2 separate regions of the Rattus norvegicus genome follow, and region 2 is linked to region 1. The links are chromatin contacts, called in public Hi-C maps. All regions are on one chromosome and are shown on one strand. The core of a region is the stretch at or near the end of the contact, and the rest is flanking DNA. Distances in the headings are between cores, read along the strand shown. Region 1 overlaps Ptprk (protein tyrosine phosphatase, receptor type, K). Region 2 overlaps Ptprk (protein tyrosine phosphatase, receptor type, K).

Region 1 (5,140 bases), core at 748-3,247:
AAAAAGAGCAAACAGAGCTAATTGGTTTCAAGAATTGACAAGAATGTTAACTTTCTCTCTGTGTCTTCTAAGATATCAACTTGGTGAAAGTCTCAAAAGAAACTTAAACGTAAGTTTGAAAACACACTGAGTTTTGTGGCTGCATGTTTTTTAGATTCTAGAAGGACTACCCTTTAGAAGCTATCCTTTGGATAATCTTAGCCATTTGAATGTAGATCACTTAATGTTTGAAATGAAGTTAAGTAACGGGCAAGTTGGAGACAGGGTTTCCCTTTTAATTTTTAAAAAAGAATCAAAACAAAAAACAAAAACAAACCAAAAGTTTTCCTATTTTGCATGAATTGCCAAACAACGATGTATTTTCCAGAGCAGGGAAGACCAATAAGCAGTTAGGAATGCTTACACTGAAATCCTGAAGACCTGATTGAATTCCCAGTATAGATGGGAAGAAAGCCAGGCCCATTCCTATAAAGATAAATGGATCGCCGGCCAGAGAACATGTACTTAAAGACAAGATTATGGTTCTATGAGAGACTCTGTCTCATGACGGAAGGGGAGAGGGCAATCAAGAGAGAGAGAAGATATTTCATGTCCTACTCTGACCTCCACATCTGTGTGCACAGATAGGGACGTATGTGCATGCACCACTCACATGTATCAAACACATACCCCACAACACACAGAGAGCATGTTGGTGTTTTACCTACACGGAAGGACTTCCACATGTGTGCAGAGCATGCAGGGGACAGAAGACGGCAGCAGATTCCTTGGAGTTAGTGTTACCGACGATTAGCTGCCATGTGGGGGCTTGGAACAAAAACAAAAAGTGTTCTGAGGTGCTAGACCCTCTCTCCTAGGAAGGTCTCTCTGAAGAGACCTGTCTCATTCTTTCACTACAAACCAGTCAACGTGGTGCTGGAAAGGCCCATGGAATCTCATCAAGTCCATAAGACAGGCATTCTATCTACCATATTCCAGTATCCCCAGACCCATGTCTAAGACCCAGTTCTTCCTAGGAGGAGCACGATGCCCCTCGGGTCTAGGTGTTCAGTGGATTGGAGTCTCCCAAACCAACAGTAAAAGCAAGAAGAGGTTGGAAAGTACTGGAGCCTGGAGAAACCAAGTCAAGGCCATAAAGTGCAACTAGGTAAAGCAACAGCTACAGTCGGAGCACGGTGGGAGCATGGAGAAGAGTGAAGACCCTCTTTCAGCATCTGTTAAATGAAAGGTCACAAAAACCTCTCGGTGGCCCACAAAGAGAGAAGCTTTCCTCACAGTCAGCAATTAAAGAAGGTTTGTGGGGCTAGTTTACTTTTTAAGGTTCAAATGTCACTTTAATTTGTATTTCCAGACAATTTTCCCCATCTTGGTGTATTTTTTTAAATTTCTTCTATGCGAATTTCACTAGTAATTACCATTATGTTACGAAACTTGCCATTCTCAGAATGAGATCAACTCACTAATTCTAAGCAATATGATCACAAATAATGGTGTAAGACCCACTAAACCTTATTGTTTCAAGCTCTGGTTAATAGTGGCTGTTAGATGTTTAAAGAAATAGCAAAAAAAAAAAAAAAAAAAACCAAAAAAACTGGTCTCTGCCCCATAAACCAAAGTGGCGAAATCACACACAGTCAGTTAAATATTCAAAAGCATGAGCCAGTGAATGACTGGCTTGTCACCTGTTTCTGTTCTTTTCTCCTAAAGTCACTCTGTCTAGGTTTGGCAGAAACTCTGCCTTGCTCTATGTCACCAAGAGTGTCGAACTTTGACCTGAAGAACAGGGAAAGTGGGTCTAAGCCTCTTTCAGTCTGATTTCCAGGAACACGAAGGTAGCTGATAAATATCTATGGTTTCATTGCGTGCTGGGACTTGTCAGGAAGGCTTCCATGATGTAAGAGCATTGTTTCTGCAACATGAGCTCCCCCGAACCTGAGTGGGACCGAAGGCTGAAAGTCAATTCTGAGCCTAACCTCTTGGCACCACAGCCCAGGGAAATGAAGTTAGTCCAGCGAGGGCTGAGAAACAGCAGTTAGCGTAGCTCCATCCGCTCTCTGCTTGCTAGATTCTATTTTAAAAAAGAAGAGGAAGCTTGACCAAGGCAGACTCGAATTACAAACTCATTTAAAATTGCTGTCCCTTACAGTTCAGGGCCAAGGCTGAGTAACTCAAAAAGCTCCAAACTGAGCCACAAATGGCAATAAGAAAAGCAGAAAAGACCTTTCACTGTATCATAAAGGCCATACACTGTCGATTCTCAGAGGCTAGTGCCTCTGCAAAATGGAACTCTCCACATGAACCAAGAGCTCCCTGCTGCCAATCAACAGGGCACTCCTGGTTTCGGGGCAAGTGAATGCCACTTGCTAACCGGGATGCATTAAATCCAGCGAGTCCGTTTGGGAACAGAATCCACCTCCATTTCTGGGGCTGGCTGGGAAGCAGTGTGCCCTTTTCTAGCACACGGGAACTTGGTTGGCAGAGGAGACACAGAATTGTCCCTCTTGGAGCCAGTGGTACACAAAGCGAGCAAAAGATTAGAAACCACCCAGGTGTGGAAGATTAAGGACTTAACAGACAGATGGAGCCTAAGCGCCTCATCTGGGCATGCTCTATCTTCTGTAATAAGGAAAGGTCCCCCAGTGGTCCCAGCAGAAAGAAGAAGCTGAAATAAACCAAATTTAGCACTTCCAGTGACAAAGGAAGACTTCTTAAACGAACCACACTGGAATACGAGAAGTCTGTCTGATGGAGTCCAATTGCCTTCCTAAAAAAAAAAATAAATCACTAACTACCTAACAGAAGACAGCAGAAGATGATGGGTTCCAAACCCACCACATCCAGGCCAGCATCCAAAGGTGTTGGCTATTTATCAGGACCTCAAGTGTCGCACAACAACACCTAGGTCTAGAGAGTCACAGTGGAAGCCTCAGGGAGAGGCCTTCAGACTCCAAAGGGGATGAAATGGTTTAAGTACTACGGGGCTGGCTGGGGACATCTCTGGCGTAGAGAACACCCCTACGAGCAGAGTTAAATAGAAGAGCAACCCAAGGTAAAGGACAGAGAAAGCTAACACAAAGAAGGCAGGCTTTATCTGGCTTTATTTACTCTGTGGGCCTAAGCGAAGTGTCACTGCTTTCTAGAACAGCGGCTCTGAAGTACATGTTTGAATAGCAGTGTGTGCCTGAAGTGTGTCTGCTGACGTAGGCTAAACTCACTTTGATCTGCTGAACTCAGCCCCAAGAGGATCTTCAAAGCATCACTGTTATCACAGGGTCCTGATGACAAGCCCCAATTCAGAATCAACACAGACACGTCTCCAGACCTGGATTTGGAAACCCTTACCGACAGTGTCCAGAGGAATCAGCATGAGGCCCTCACCCCTCCCATTTCAAAGTCATCTCCTTGAGCCCCATCTGTGCGGCTGCCCACCCACAGGATGCTCATTCTGACTTCTCTCCATACCTTCTCTGTTTGTGTATTTTCTGTCCGAGCCCTGTTGAATATTAAGGAGGTCATAGCATCCCAATGCGTACTTCTGACAAGGAAACAAAATCCAGTTCATCAGAGTGTACAGCTATATTCACCTTGCCTCATCTACTCCACTCTTGAGTAGAGAATCCATACAAACCATTCAGCACGTCAAAAGGCATATTACCAGATGACAATAAAAAATAAATTTTTAGAAAAATTGTATGAGCATTAACTGACTCTGGTTCTAGCACTGAACTGTAATCAGTGTGGTTTCCGGCACTTGTCCTGCACACAACTTTGTTTACCAACAATTAACCAGGGATCTATAGATGAGGGATCAATTGCTGAACTATTGCCCCTGAGGAAGTGGCAATCGTAGTTTTCATCTATGTACGTATTGGTGAGTCAATCAGGATCCAGTGGACAATTTTCAAACCAAAATGAGACCAACTGTCCCAGTGGAACTCAATAGATGACAAAAGGAAACAAGAGAAACATGTAGGAAAGGGAAGGAGATCAGGTGACGGGTTGAGAGAGGTATAAGAGAACGTGAGGATGAGCCTGATCAAAACATATTACATACATGTATAACATTGTCGAAGAACAAATTGACAAAAAGTTAATTAACAAATCAAGGCATGTCAGAAGGAAACATAAAGAAGTAAAATAACCAAAAGTTGATAACCAAATTATCTGGAGAAGAAACAAAGCAACTTGAGCATAGCAAGGGATAGAAGTAAGCAAAATGACAAAAAGTAAGAGTAATAAACTTGGGAGGCAGAGGCAAGTCGAACTCTGAGAGTTCAAGGCCAGCCTGGTCTGCACAGAAGAGCCAGAGCTACATAGTGAGATCCCATCTCAAAAATAAAGAAAGAAAGAGAGAAAGAAAGAAAGAAAGAAAGAAAGAAAGAAAGAAAGAAAGAAAGAAAGAAAGAAAGAAAGAAAGATAAAATAAAAAATAAATATAAATAAAAGTAACAATGAGAGAATGGAGATTAAAATTTTAATTCAAAGGAAATACTGAAATGCCTGAGAAGCTTCATATCAGAGAAGTACCACCCAGGAAAATAACCAATATATAGCTGAGTTTAAGGTGATTAAGAAATGGTTACCATGGGGGCTGGAGAGATGGCTCAGGGGTTAAGAGCACTGACTGCTCTTCCAGAGGTTCTGAGTTCAAATCCCAGCAACCACATGTGGCTCACACCCATCTGTGATGGGATCTGATGCCCTCTTCTGGTGTGTCTGAGGACAGCAACAGTGTACCCACATACATGAAATAAATAGATAAATCTTTAAAAAAGTAAGGAGGGGGGAATTAAGCTTTAGACAAAAGTCTAGTTAGATTTAATTTTGTTTTCCCTTTGCAAAACCAGCACTTCCTTCAAACACGTCCTGCAAATCAAAATAAGAAATACCAGTCTTTGAAGATGGCAGCATACAAAGCAGACATTCAATTGCTTTGTACTGGAAATCGAAAATCACAGACTCATATGAGTTAACTATTGAGTATTAGCCCAGACAACTGCTGAAAGGGGAATTAATTTGAAGTTGATGTACAGGCTTTTCATCTACAGTATGGAGCTGAACTAATAAAGTAGAAGCAGTGTCAGAAACACCGCTAAGCTGATGAGAAGGAAACGAGTTTCGCGCTTCTGTATCTGCCCGT
Region 2 (5,140 bases), core at 798-3,297, 180 kb after region 1:
TCTCAGCTTCCAACAGAGTAATTGTTGGAAAAATTCAATTTCCTCAACACGGAGATGGAAAAGTTGGGTTATGCAGTAAAGAGCGTCTATGCAGTAAAGAGGGTCGTGGCATACACTAATGAGCAACAGACAACAGAAAACATTTATTGCAGAATTCGATGTCACGCAAATCACCTAAGGTTTATCACATACGTTGTCCCTAAGGTCTGCATCACAATGTTATGTGTGGGCTGGGCTTGCTGGCCTGCCTTTAATCCCAGCACTCCACAGTCAGAGGAGTTGTCTTGGCGTCTAAGGCCAGCTTGGTCTATACAGGAGCTATGGAACAGCTGGGGCTGCATAGAGACCCTGTATGTGTAACTATCATTTCATACATATTTCCAGAATGATAATTTAAATTACAAAATAGTAAGGCAAATGGGCTGCTTAATGATTACTTAGGATACTTGAAATTAAGACAAGATCTCGATAATGATCCTTTCCTGTCGGTCCTAGAGAATGTAAACACCAGAATCTTTAAATTATATAACTTCCTGCAGTTTGGTTGTAACCAGCAGGAGATGCAGCCTTTCAACTTATCGCTGTCCCAGAAAGCGTCCTGTCTTCTAAACAAATATATGAGCTGACTCACACTGCCTCTAGATTTCTAAAAGCATTAGGAGTCTCACAGATAATAGTGAGGCAGTGGTGATCTCCTGAGACGCTTTCCAATGGAGCTGTTGGAATTACTGTATGCTCGTTTTGTAAAGCAGCTTGTTATGAACACAGAAAATGAACATGTCCTTGATAAGATCTTATCAGAGCGTATTGATGGTGCCTGGCATCACAGTCACCAAGGAAAGGCTAAATGAGACAGGGTAACTCTGAGGTTAGTAAAACATTCCACAGAGTGTAAGAAAATGATTCTCCACAGCACAGCGCCATGCTGAGCATAGTAAACCAGGGCTCTCTGCAAAGCCCAAAAAGCAGAGTCAGAAACAGGCCCTCTCTTTCCTTCCCCTGCCTTCTGTGTCTCACCCATCCTTTCCAAACAGACCACAGCAGCCAGCTGTCTCCTTCCTCAAGTCGGCCAGTTGAAAAGAACTCCTCCTCTCTAAAGCAACAGGCCGCAAGGCCTTGAAATACTATTTGACACTCTCCCACCAGCCTGTGTAATAGCTGACCGTAACCTCTCTGATCTCACCTTGTCTATCTACGGAAGCAGGATGGAAGACGGGAAAAGGCACAGGCACCTGGGAAAGAGAGCCAGCGTGCCTCACCTGTGGTCTGACTGAAGCTCAGGACGGATTTCAGCAGGAGAGCAGCTGCTGTCCACCCTTCTCCTGTTCCAACTGAAACTTCAGCTCTCCAGGAATTTCACCAGAAACCCTGCTCACCGTAGGAGTCATGCACTCAGCCCTGTACCACAATGTCTTGTGTTTGCCTTAACAGATTCTAATCTCATCAAAGGCATCTCCATTCATCAAATAAAAAAAAGGTCTTTGCAACCTTTTGAGATGTACTCCGAAAGCCACCAAAAGAATATGTCCCTGGTGCTATGACACTTTGTCAGGATCCACCTTTGAAAAGCCCATTTCTATCCTGGGTATTTCTGATTCTTCCCCTGAGCACCTCTTAATCTTTGTCCGTAAAATCCATTTTTAAATGTCTTTAATAAATGCAAGCTCCACCTCATACTAGCTGTGACTGAAGTGTTTTTCGGATCCAAAGACCTAGCACTTGGGTTTGCTGAGTCTGGGAGACAAAATGCTTCAGAAAACTTGTCAAGCTTCAGAGTGTGGGGGTGTGAAGCCATCCCCATCCACTGTGACAATATCACAAAACCCATCTTCTAAAATGGGTTTTACCTCGTCCCCAGTGAAAGGAAGGCCACTCAGAGGTGCCAGGGAGAATCCTGAGGCTACTGAGATGGTGATGGCTCGCTGGTAACCGACCTTGCTGCATAAGTGTGAGGAAATGGGTTTGATCCTTAGCACCCACTTTGAAACTGCATGGCCACACACCTGGCAGACATAAAGATTGGTCGGTTGTCAACCTAGCTCCAGGTTCATTTAGAATTCCTGTCTCAAAGGAGGAAACTGTGGAGGCAAAGAACAGGTTACCTGCCAGCCTTCTCTAGACTTTGGCCATGCAAATAAACAGACAGACAGACAGACACACACACACACACACACACACACACACACACACACACACACACAAAGTGGGGGGAAGTAAGAGGACAGAGAATCAGACAGACAGGCTGCCGCCTTGGCCCATTACCACTAATATTTACAGTCCAATCATGGTTCTATACAACCCTCCATTTTTCACCAAACCTAAGCACAAAATAGGAGGTCTACTTGGGCACTGGGTCTTCACTTTGAAGACTCCGTGTCACATAAACATTTGATCAAAGAAAGTCATGAAGGTGGAAGCTGCGTTCCCCAGGAAGAATGAGGAAAGATAATAAAGGTTGCCACTCCTACCAGGACAAACATGAGGTTAGTTATAAACTGAGAAAGATAACACCTAGAAAAACGGATAGCAAGGCAGCTCTAAGCCACTGCACTCCCACAGACACAATGGTATGTGGTTAATCATTTATGATATTGCCGAATGTCCATTGTCAAAGTTAGCGATGACCGGATTCTATTCCACAGGCAGGTTAAGGTTTAACTTAGAGTTTGGGGACATTTGCTCTCTTCGTTTGTTTTTAATGTATATACAAGCCATAGCAAAACACTGCTTAATAGTCTGATTGTGGCAGGTTGTTTAGGGAATATGTGGCGTGAAAATGAACCGTTATTTTTTAAGTAAATTTAATTTTATTACAACTGGCTATGTGCAGGGCCAAGAAAGAAAATCTACCTAAATAAGACTGAAAATGGAATCGTGTTTAATACATATTTGTATCTTGTTTTGGAATGAATAAACCCTAAAGTTGCATTTCAATCAAACAGACATCAAAAAGGGAGTTGTACTTTGAAAAGTCTTGCTTTCCTGTTCTAACTGAAGTCACTTTTATGCCCCTTGTATTGATTCCCTCACTCCTCCCTTTGTCCTCTGAATAGTAATACATCTGCACAGTGCAAGCCCTGCTCTCTTCACTTCGCTCTGAGTTTAAGCAACCTCTCCTCAAAGCTGCAACCTCAAAGGTTGGAGTCTCCATTTGCTCCCCCGAACCATGGCAAGCAGCTAACACAGATACCTCAAAGTCACATAGGCACAGCAGGAAGATGGCTGGGGTGCCGGGGAACCAAGTTTAAAAAATCTGAATTGCAGAAAAATGTAAATGAATATGATATATATAATATAAACATTCTTTCCTCACCATACACTTGATGTTATGAAACGTGTTTATTAATGTATGTCTCCTACTGAATGTTTCTCACGAACACGTCTAAATGAGCTGCAATCGATAAACTGTTTCTCTCTGTAGTTTTAAAGAATGTAAAAACGGCTCATGACTGTGGGAATTGAATAAATCTCCTGGACCTGTAATTGTCATTTGTGTTTAACCCACTCCTCTTATCAAGAGTTCAAAGGACAAATCCAATCAGAGCTTCCAGTCCCAGCTTGCCGGCTTTCAAACTATGATCAATTTGTAGCCTCAAACAGGTGACCTTCCTAACCTGCAGATATGGAAATCTGCGTATAAAGAGAAGTATAAGGAGAAATGTGCGGTCTTGGAAGTACACTGGCTTTCATTGCCCATTTCCACTAACCAGCTTCCTTCGACCACGGAAGAATCATTTACTCAGTTCAATAAACACCAGTTGGCCAAGAGTTCTTCTTTTGCCTCATTTGTATCTCTGCACCTTCTGCACTTTTAGGAAGACCAGGCTAAGGGGCTTCTGGAGACCACAGTCATCCCTGCTCCCCAGTTATCTAAATGCTGAGAAATGGCTCTGACTGACACTGTCCAGAACTCTCTGCCTTCAAGATGCATTCTGAATTAGGAAGTGAAGCCATGTTGCCTTTACAGATGCAAGTAGAATTACCGTACCCTTGAGTTAGGACACGGAGTAAAAACAAGAATGCACCTACTATGAAAACATTTAGCTACAGGCCATGGTAGAGACAGGTAGGTTTAATTTTGGAAATGTTTTTGCTATTTTAAAAAGCAATGGTAGGTTTATGAGCCTGAACAGAAGACAGGGCAGACAGAAGACAGACCACAGACAGACAGCAACCTTACTTACTTACTTCCTTGTCCCTGTTGTTGGTTTTTGAGTTGGTTTGGGTTGGGTTGGGTTGGGTTGGATTTTTCCCCCCTCAGGTCTGGGCTATCTTTTTATGAATCAGAAATATTTGATTTCCCATTGTGTATCACTGTGGACACAATGTTTTTTTTTTCTTTTTCCCAATGAAGCTTTATTTTATTTGTAGTGTTTTGTTTTAGAATGAAGATACAGGTTTTATTTGAAGACAAATGTGACTAATGAGCTCCTTCTGGTCTACCCACAGGACATCTGTCTGCTGTTAGTTTGTCAAACGTAGCACCAAAAGGAAAAGGTGGACATAAGAGAAAAGAAGCTCCCTTACTTTCTCTATACCCTGTCACAATCCAGAAATAAAAGGCTACATAAATGTTCTCCTGGAGCTATCCCCACTACCAGAAAGCTTTGATTTGTAAATCTTTAGACCTGGAAACACTTGAAGTGCCTTGAGCCACCTTCCCTAGTTAAAGCCGATAGTCCATTAGGATTTGGAAGCCAAGCAGTAAGTCTTTGCAATGAGACCTTCCACTTCTATCCGCCCTTTACAACTGAAAGTGCGTATTCTGCGTAAAGAGCGTGACTTGAACCTAGCGCTCTATTCAGAGATATGCAAATGCTGGAGGCATTTTGACTCCAGTGACTCAATGTTAGGGTCTTTAAACACTAATTGACTATCTGGTTTTATTTAAGAAAGTTGTAATATTTAAAGTATTCCCGAGCCCCAAAATTCATTGCTAAATTGAGCAAGATCCCTGTGCTTTTCATGGACCACTGATAGGTCACAACATAGTGCAGCATATAGACTATGATTCCTAGGACCAGTTCCCTCCCGGGACTGTGGTAAGCACTGGGTGGAAGAGTGAGTGCCACAGCTCTCCCACGTAAGGGACAGCCACAGCTAACACTTCATTCCACACTTTTGCCCAGTCACAGACATA

What was found. Hi-C and Micro-C count contacts between places; a contact is called where the count stands out from the background.
Region 2: a Hi-C map of liver shows a contact between it and region 1, with 2.2 times the contacts expected there. The contact joins two enhancer-like sites. A contact is called at or near these places in 2 of 12 Hi-C or Micro-C datasets (hepatocytes and liver).

Annotation. Positions count from the first base shown.
Region 1 is chr1:18,853,199-18,858,338 of GRCr8, forward strand. The region is part of intron 3 of Ptprk (protein tyrosine phosphatase, receptor type, K); the gene reads right to left. Among named protein-coding and RNA genes, the nearest start is that of Ptprk, 200 kb to the right of the region's middle. Within about 2 kb of position 1,998, at least 3 of the 93 cell types and tissues checked have an H3K27ac peak or open chromatin away from gene starts, as enhancers often do. A contact at or near this core is called in liver, where this site is marked.
Region 2 is chr1:19,028,789-19,033,928 of GRCr8, forward strand. All of the region lies in intron 1 of Ptprk (protein tyrosine phosphatase, receptor type, K), which reads right to left. Among named protein-coding and RNA genes, the nearest start is that of Ptprk, 25 kb to the right of the region's middle. Within about 2 kb of position 2,048, at least 2 of the 93 cell types and tissues checked have an H3K27ac peak or open chromatin away from gene starts, as enhancers often do. A contact at or near this core is called in liver, where this site is marked.